Regions from separate parts of the Capra hircus genome. Here region 2 is linked to region 1. A link is a contact called in public Hi-C data. All regions are on one chromosome and are shown on one strand. The core of a region is the stretch at or near the end of the contact, and the rest is flanking DNA. Distances in the headings are between cores, read along the strand shown.

Region 1 (4,766 bases), core at 1,619-4,118:
CACACTGGCCTTCTCCTTGCCATTCTCACTTACACCAGGCACATTCCTGGATCTTCCTTTTCATACAATTTGAGGACTTCAGGGGTAAGACTTGAGTGGAAAATTTGTGTTTTAATTTGGCATGTTAGTTGCAAGAGGTGTTTTTTTTTTTTTTAATCAACTGTGTCAATTTTAGACTTATTCAAACCACCCAAGTTTACTGCAAAAGGACTGAATCCCCATTCATGGGATCTGTTGGAATCTGTTCCAAAAACACTAAGAATTATTTTTTAAAACTTGCCTGGTTATTATAATCGATAAACTAACATGCAATTACCGCTCTACTCCTATGGTAAACTACTAATATTATGCAGAATAATTTTTAATTGCTTAATAATCATCCTACTATATACATCTGTAGCTCCATTCAAAATTATAGTTTAAATAATCCACCAGTGGCCATAAGATAAGCTTGTTTCTTTAACCCTACTTAGGAAATGACCTTGGATTCAGATAGCACTGAACAGGGTCTGGTAGTGCACACGTACCCTCTATCTGTGTCATCTCTGGGCTTCAAGGACTTTGTTTGTGATCTGTAATTAATGAATTATAAAAAAAAATAAAAAAGCTTTCTAGACACCACGCCAACAATCAATGAATTTATCCAGGTCCTTGCAGAAGGAGAAGAATATTTATTCAATCAAGCACTCACAGTTCATCTAACCTAGCCTCCCCCATTTCCTATAAGAGCAAACGTGATGAGAGAAAATTCCAAGAGTGTTTCATTTAAGAGGTGCTAGAATTTTCAGTACTACGAGACAAACAGAAGATCTCCAAGTCCTTTCTGTATACAAGGGAGGTGTTCGCTAAGAAAAGAAAAAGCAACAGTTTTGATAAACTTTAGGTAAATTCCAAAATAACTCATTTGTTCTCTATGCTTGGGTTTCTTCATGTGCAAAATGTAGGCTTTTCATTGCGGATTAAAACCTGAGCCTCATAAATATCCCAACAGGGACAGCCTGAAAGGGCCCAGTACCCTGAGGGTCTGAAATTATTTCTGAGCTCCTGCCTTTAAAACTGTGTTTGCTTGGGACAAATAAAGAACAATGAAAAGTCAAACTCCACACTTGATAATTGTCAGTAATTCAAAAGGTGATAAAACTCTGTGTTTACAATGTCAACATGACTCAAAAAAATTCTAATTAACGTTCTTTCAAGTAAAAAAGATGCCCTGCATTTTCACAGAATCCTTTGGAGCAACAGTCATTTTCACAACAGCCAGTTGAGCTCCTTAACTCAGTCACAGCATCAAAAAGAAAACATAATGTTGGCCGCAAGAGTAATCAAAAGAACACTGTTTCACTAGTTATCACCAACACATACAAGGGTGAACGGAAGAAGGAGAGCCATTTCTCATTCCAACCCAAACAATCAATTTTTGTCAAATGCATCTGACGAAGAGAAGGTGAAAGGGATAAACAGAAGAGAATCCCTTTCTTCATAATTAGAACCTAGTTACTGGGTAGATAAAATAATATTATTAGAAAAAAAATTTTTTCTTGTTAAAGATAATCAGTTAAAATTAAAGAATTTCAAGTTAATCAGACTCAGATGTTTCAAAAGATTCTAAATACACACTGCTAATCTGGTAACGCCCCACTGCTTCTAATGACATGTTATTGAATTTGCAGGCAGTGACACAGATGAAGTCAGTCCTTTTCGCTGTAACCAAACCGGGTCAGCTGGGGAGCTGCCAAGCATACTCTGTGGAAAACAAAAGCCCGGAACAGAGTTCTAAGTGTCTCCCAACACAGTGACTGAGAACTTGCAAGTTGTTTCGAGAGATCTTAAATGTTCTAACCAAGAAAAAGAGATAGCCCTGACGTGCCGTGATGCAGGTGTAAGGTATGGTGGTAATCATTTGTTCGTGTATCAGATCAACCCTTTGTACATCTTCAACTCACACATGTTGTATGTCAATTATATCTCAATGAGGCTGGAAAATGAAGATACAAAAAGAATGATTTTTTTTAAACCTGAATTACATGCAGGTGCAACCAGAATGTTCTAAGTTAGTTAGTTAACTTAGTTAATGTTCAGATAGTTCTAAGAGGCCACATCACCATCTCCAAATAAGCCACGGAGACCTTTGGTTATTTCCTACACCAGTTATTATCCAGCCCAGGGAGACCCCAGGGGATTTCTACCCCATTTCAATAGATTCTCAAGCCATATTGGTCGCTGGACCCCGAAACCAAATGACAGAGAACCACAGGGCTAACTAGTCCCACTGCCTCCCTCTCACGTGGGTGACAGCCGTTAATTAGCCCTTGTTTGTCACAGCTCCAATCTCTCCCCCTCCCTCAGCTTCCCCCTGGAGCCTTTCAATAAACTCAAATCTCCTCTTAAATCTTGTCCTGGAATGCTAAGCTGCCTTCTCATTTCCTTGCGTCTCCCACATACTCCTTGACAGAACAGCCCGTATTCCCTAGCTCCGCCTCTTCACCCCTCTTTACAGCATAATCCCTCTGGTCCAGCTGGCTCAGCTGCCGCGACACTACCTGGCTAACCTGCGTGGCAAGTCACCCGCCACCATGTCATAGCCATTGGAAGGCTTTTGCTCACTCCTCATCCTGTCTGATCTCTTGGCTTCAGGACACGGAAAGCATTGCCTTTGCCTCTGTGACCACACCCTCCCTGGGCTCTGCTCCTGTCTCCCTGCTTTCACTCAGGATGTTCTAATTATCCACCCTCAGCAGCAGCAGTACCCCTAACGCTTTGGTTGTCCTGTTTTCTTACTCCACTCACTCTCCTTGAGTGACTACTCACTTGGAAGGTGCCTCTAAAGCATACTCACCAGTGCCTCTCCCGAATCTAAAACCACCCACTCCCTGGAGAGCTCTCGACTCCTATTTCCGACAGCCTATCTCCATTCTCTGTCCAAAAGTCCCACATGCATCTTAAATGTGTCCCCAGAACAACTTAGCATCTTGTCCTCCAAATGTGCTTTTTCTCTCACCGTCTGTTTTAAACAATGAGAGCTTCATGGAACCAGCTGCCTAATCTTGAGAACTCTAAAATCTTTTATTTCTCCTTTATCCTCTATATCTAAGATCTCTAAGCCATGGATTCTATCTGTAAATTATCTCTTCTATCTCTATGTCCCCCACGCAGTGCCTGAGCTCAACCCCTGAATGCTCAGGGCTTGGCTTGGCTTTTGCTTGGCTTGGTCTGATAACTGCTAACTCATCTCTCCCTCCCCCATCCCTCTCTCCCCTCACCTACATTCCGCAGGGTTCCCTCCCAGGTTAATTACAGTTTCTTGAGCAGAAGAGAAAAAGGCAGAAGTACAGTGAGCCATGAGGGACTGGCTCATTTGCCTGAGTAAGCCCATAGGAATCTAACGCATCAGCCAGGGGACTGTGACTTGCTGCCTAAAAGATAAATTAAATCCTTCCTAGTAGAGTAAATGAGGTGCTCTGGGGAGGAGGCTCCAGTCCAGCTCACTCCCCCAAATAATTTCCACGTGAGCATCACCCCTGCACCCTGCTTGCCCCGGAGGTACCCTGCCTCTCTTCCTTCCCACCACGCAGATGCTTCCTCTTATTTCTAGGCCCAGCTCAAATGTAATCTGCTGCCGGTAACTCTTCCTGTCCCACCAGGTGGAGTCCTTATCACTGTCCCCCAGTGTCTCCACACAACTCTGTGAGCCCCTCTCCTGGCATTTAGTACCCATTTCCATTATGTAATGACCATAGCGTCATCTCCTAACTGTGAGAACCAAGGAAGTGCTTGGCCTACAGCAGAAACTCAGTAAGCAAACACCTTTTCAGCGGTGAGTGCTGACTCAAGTGAAGAGGTGATTTTGCCCTGCCTTAGGCCTGTTGCCTATGGCAAACATGGGGTGATTTCATGAGGTGTTCATTTGTGCTTTCTTCTGGCTTGCTATTGCTGTCAGCACTTTTCCTTTCCTTCCCAAGAAGGCAGACAACTGCATGTGTGGCTTTCTGGACTCTGTGGCCAGAGTTACAGGAGATGTCATGGTTCTGTATATTGCTGGGTTGTAAACAGAAGTTGCAAGGTATCCACAAGAGGCCCCACCCAGTGGTTTGCGGAAGAAAGCCAATGCCCAAGGGGAAAGATATGCCTCAAGCCCAGGCGAACTTACAGGACTGGACTCTATCAGAAACACTGTGTCTGGATGGGTGGGTGTGCGGGAAAGCCGCCCCAGAAAGCCTGCAGTGGAGGCACACTCTGCACTGTCTCCCAGAGTGGTCAGTGCCATAAAGGCTGGCAGCGTCGGCTGACTCCACCTAGCTGCTCCTTCAGTCTTCAGCTGCAGCGCGTCAAACTATGCATCTGTCTTTACGGAGCCAACTGTGCACAACAGACTGGGCCTCATCCACAATGTGCGGCCTTAAGTTAACCTGGGATTCTTTTATGATCTCTTGGATCGGGCAAAGTTACTTCAGTAATGATTCAGACTGAATTTTCGCTCCAATGGGTCACCGATTCTCAGTGTAATTTAGAGAAATAAAGCAATGTGACCTAAAGTAACACTGTGATCTAAAATCAATGCCTAGTATACAATGATCATTTAAATCCCCAGGAAAATTACAGGATTCCTCATGGCATCATTGAAAGAGCGTTGGGACATAGAATTGGCCCATTCTTACTTTGAACACACATTATCTAATATACCAAGATGCTATTATACAGAAATGAAATTTCTTCCACATATATATATCTGTTTAAAGCTATTAGAAAGTCATCTTTTGGTATGTGCT
Region 2 (4,766 bases), core at 1,316-3,815, 380 kb after region 1:
GATGCTCACGTAAGGCAGGGGTTTTCAGCTGGTGAGATTTTCCCTCCAGGAGCGTCTGTTCATGTCTGGAGATTTTTTTGGTTGTCATAATTAGGGATGTGCTATTGGCATTAGTGAATGGAAGCTGGGGATGCACTCATCCTACAGCACACAGGATAGCCCCGACCCTCTCATAAAGAAGTATTATCCTGCCCCCAACGTTAGCAGTGGGCAAATCTCATCACATTACATAAATAAGTGATTCAAATTTTATATAAAATTTTTAGTAAATTTAAGTAACTTCATATATATATGTATATTGCTGTTGTTTAGTCATTCAGGCATTTCTGATTTTGTGACCCCATGGACTGTAGCCATCAGGCTCCTTTGTCCATGGGACTTCCCAGGCAAGAATACTGGAGTAGGTTGCGACTGTCATTCCCTTCCCCAGGGGATCAGTCATTTAATTCCTTGACATATTGACCTGTTGGTGAAGGCCAAGGCTGTGGAGATAAAGTTCTGAGCAATGTGGAGGGAACTTCCTCCTACAGATCTGACCTGAAGACAAACTAAAGAGGGACAAATTGAATTTATGAAAGTGAAAGAGTTAGTTGCTCAGTTGTGTCCCACTCTTTGTGACGCCATGGACTGCAGCCTGCCAGGCTCTTCTATACATGGAATTATCCAGGCAAGAATACTGGAGTGGGTTGCCATTCCCTTCTCTAGGGGATCTTCCTAACCCAGGGACTGAACCCAGGTCTCCTGCATTACAGGCAGATTCTTTACCATCTGAGCCACCAGGGAAGCCCCTGGTGAGTTTACGAGCAGGATCTCAATTCCGCAGGTTCCCAAAAGAGTGACCTGAACCAGTCTGTAGGTCCAGCTCCCTACTTTGCTGGATGTGTCTAACTCATTTTGAACCACCTTTCACCACTGGTAGACACACACTAGCACAGAAGGTCTGGGCTACTCATGGGCACAGGCTACTTCCCACTTTGCAAGGAGATCTGAAATGAGTGAGAGGAAGGACAAGGATAAGGCACTTCCCACGGGTATAGGATTGGGAATGCATGTAGGGAAGAGGGCAGGCATTTTGCTGGAAGGGCTATCCTCTTGTTTTGGTTGGGAATTAAACATTACATCATTTTAATGTTGAAAATATCATATACCATAAGGATGAAATTGAGTTTCTGGGAAGAGTTCCAAGACTCCCTTCGTAAGACCTAAGCAAGACATCATCACAGACCATCCTAAAGAAGTGAGTAGGAGTGAGCTCCAAATACAGCAAGCTCTTTTGCTGTGCAAATATACTGAAAGCTGGATGGCTGCAGAGAAACAGGAACTCCCTGGGTGGCCCTAAAGGGGAGACAGGGCCTGCCAAAGCCTCTGCCGCTGCAGCATGGAGGGTCTCTGGTGAGAGGAGCCGAGGTACTCTCTGGCTTCAGAAGGCAGGAAAAGGAACCCTGCACAGGAGCAGTCAGTCCTGAAGGCATGGATATAGGGGTGGGGGCAGGGAATGTTGTCCCTGCAGCCTCCTGTGGGGCTCTCAGGGAAGAGATCAGTCTTCCCAGCAGCATAAGGAACTCTGTACCAACAGCAATAGTGAGCGTGGCAAGTAAGCTTAGCTGCTGCTTAGCCATGACACCTCCTGCTTTGGACTCCAAGCCTGTTGCCCTCACTGCCCCCAGGAATCTCCATCAGGTCTTCAATTCCCTGCACCAGATGGGAATATACAAGATGGCTGCTCTGAGCCTGCCCTAAAAGTAATCCCAGAAATTCGACCATGACCAGCCCACCACAGAGGGGTGACTCTCTGCTCTGGACCTGCTACTCAGGTCCCGAATTCCCCAGGAGGACACCGGCTCCATGAGGGAAGGGGCTCCTTCCTGCTTTGTCCACCACCGTGTCCTCAGGGCTCAGAGCCGGGCCTACACCCTGGAGGAACTCTGTGCACATTTGCCGAATGAACGAACACCCCCGATCTTCACCAACTGGTGGACGAGTCTCTGAAATTTCAGGCTGGCAAAGTTTATACTGACAGACAGAGCTGACTTTGTCCTGAGAGACCCTCGACCTGGAGCCTGAGAAGAGATAGACATAGCTGTGTTCTGACCAGTGATGAAGTAATTATGGAAAAAGCAAGTATTTCAAAACTACAGGACAAGAGTCTATGGTTTCCACCCAGTGCAGTTGGGTTTCTAGACTGCATGATTCTGGAGGGGCTTGCTCCAGCCACCCACAGATGTTGCCTTAGGTCTTGGCCCCAAGGTCCTAGTTGGTCCTGACAAAGGCCAACCCAGCTTCCCAGGGAAATACCCGCAGGCCACCCTAGGGTGCTAGTTGGACTGTTAGTCTTCTATTCTGGTTGCCCTTCTGAGGAAAGACTGGCCCAGAGGTAAAAATTTCCCCCGGAATCCAGAGCTCCTTTTCAGCTACCTTCCCTTTTGTAGCAGGGAGGAAATACAGTCCTTATACTGTCTATGCCATGTGTATGACTCTCCTCTTGCCAGCCAGACTGAGCATTGCAAACACTGTTTCTTTCCCTTGCCCTCCATCAGTGTGATTCTGGACTGGCTGACTTGTCACTAAACTATTTGGCAGAAAGCCCCTCACGTTCTCATGCCTGGAGCCACTCCCAGCACTTCCAGCCCGGAGCTTTAGAACAGAGCCCCACTGAGGTCTGAGCACCCATAGTTTGGCAGGTTCCCAGGCATGGTTAGGGAAAACCGTAACCAATGCTCCCTACCACAGAGCTTCGCCAGTCATCAGACACACAGGGGCCGAGTCTGACCCCGGCAAGTCTCGGCCAAGTCAAAGGAAATGACACACCATCTGTGAACCGCCTCCACACACTGGAGCTGGGGGGTCCAGGCCATCTCTAGGTCATCACCGTGGGTGACAGCTAGTGACAAGGCCAGTTGCAGCTGAATAACCTCAAAAGGAAACACATGCCAACCCTTTCAAGCCCTTTGGTCACACCAAGTGTTCTGGCATCCTCCCCAAGCAGAGACAGCCAAAGGAACAGCAAGAACTCCGGGTTCTCCTATTTCTCATTCATTTTCACGACCCTATTGAGTCACAGATAGTCGGGAAGCTGGGAAGCCTCCGGGGACAGAAGCAAAGGTCCTAAATCAGCCCCCTCCGCCCCCCGCTAGAAATTCAGAGCCCAGAGACGGCCCATGTGCATTCTGTCCCCAGTGGGAACATGATTAATGTCAGGAACATGCCCAACTGGGAAACACCACGTTCTGGCTGGTTTTCTATTTTGATCTGAGCCAAAGGCAAACTATACCAAGTGACCCATAAACAGACCACATTGTGTTTACGGCACTCATTGCTCAACGGAAGGAGGAAGCCCAGTTTCAAACAGGTTAAGAAGAAATGGTCTTTCTTTTAACCTGCCTTTATTCCTGCCTGATAATAGGCAGGGGACCTTCTTCAAGACAAGGGTGCTGTTAGCCTGGCCAGGATGAGAACCCAGAGCTCGCCTATGGAAGGCTGCAGTGCAGTCCCCTCCTGACGAGATTCCAAAAATGCACATCAGGGCAACAGGATGAGCCTGCTGCCCATCTCTCCTGTGTGTGTCTCTCTTTGACACGTACACCCCTCTGCTAATATTTAACATAATGATAGAGAAAATAACTCAACTCAGGGTTGTTCCCCTGCACCCCTGTTGCTGGGTGATCTTCAGACATATTTTAAGTGTGACTTATGTGCACTGAGGTCAGTTTGCACCGGTTAGGTGAGCTGACAGCACTTGGGTCACAAGATTCCTAGCCACCCTGCCCTTCAAAGGCAGGGTTTCTGCTTTACTGATGGACACTGAGGTGCGGCCCCTTAGAGAAAGCGATGGCCCCTGCCAGGAACTCCAGCTGCACTGCTCTGTGAGCACCCCCCTGCAGGGGCCACCTGACGACACCCCAGAAGTAGGGAGGTAAGAGCACCCAGCTGCTGTCCTTGTAAAAGGAGGTTCTGTGTAATGCCTCCTCCACCCAGGGCAGCAGATCACCAGCGCACAAACGTGCTCATGGCTCCAACGCGGCCTGGGCACTGGGCACAGCGTGTCCTGTTTTCCAAACGGAAACCTTTGCTCTAACAAACTGGGTCTCTGAACAAAGCCTCAAGCATCTGACCAGCATTTACTCTGCCGCTCCCCCTCCTGCTGCCGCTGCCTCTTTGTTCCTCCTGGTCTCGGCCCTCAGCTCTCAGCCAGGCTCCAGGAGCGCCAAGGAGAGCCCCGGGAGCTGGGGGTGGGGAGACCCGGATTCCAGGCCATAAATGCCAGCAGGCTCAGCTGCCACAACAGTCCCTGATTAAGATGAAAGGAGTGTGAAGTGAATTTAACCTGAAAGGGTGGGAAAGGCAGTGTACCCCAGGCTAGCAGCCGGACCTGGGCCCTCCTGGCTTCAGGAGGCCTCACTGCCCCCACCCCATCGACAAAGAAACAGAAGCACGTTGCAGGAACTGGCAAACAGAACAAAGAAGAAAAAGAGCATCCATAATTCCACTGCCTTCATGAGAGTCCCTGATAGTTTACTGGCATCATTTCCTTTCTGGCTTTTTTTTTTTTTTTTTTTTTTTGAGGAGGGGACAGGTTTGCCAAGTTGCTCTCCCAGGAGGAACCTGAAATGGATTCACACTGCTAATTATCATAAATTCTATACTATTCCCTGGCCTCCCATCTCTTGTCCCACCATTTACTCTGTTTAATTTGGGGCAAGTAATTTAGCTCCTCCTTCACTTTATCACTCAGCAAAATAAAGATAATAATTGTATCCATCTTCTAG

The links. Hi-C and Micro-C count contacts between places; a contact is called where the count stands out from the background.
Region 2: a contact with region 1 is called in a Hi-C map of blood, with 5 times the contacts expected there. The contact joins two enhancer-like sites. A contact is called at or near these places in 3 of 5 Hi-C or Micro-C datasets (all in blood).

What each region holds. Positions count from the first base shown.
Region 1 is chr10:29,211,428-29,216,193 of ARS1.2, forward strand. No RefSeq gene overlaps it. Among named protein-coding and RNA genes, the nearest start is that of SNAPC1, 71 kb to the right of the region's middle. Within about 2 kb of position 2,869, at least 2 of the 5 cell types and tissues checked have an H3K27ac peak or open chromatin away from gene starts, as enhancers often do.
Region 2 is chr10:29,595,071-29,599,836 of ARS1.2, forward strand. All of the region lies in intron 9 of PRKCH (protein kinase C eta type), which reads right to left. Among named protein-coding and RNA genes, the nearest start is that of PRKCH, 150 kb to the right of the region's middle. Within about 2 kb of position 2,566, at least 4 of the 5 cell types and tissues checked have an H3K27ac peak or open chromatin away from gene starts, as enhancers often do.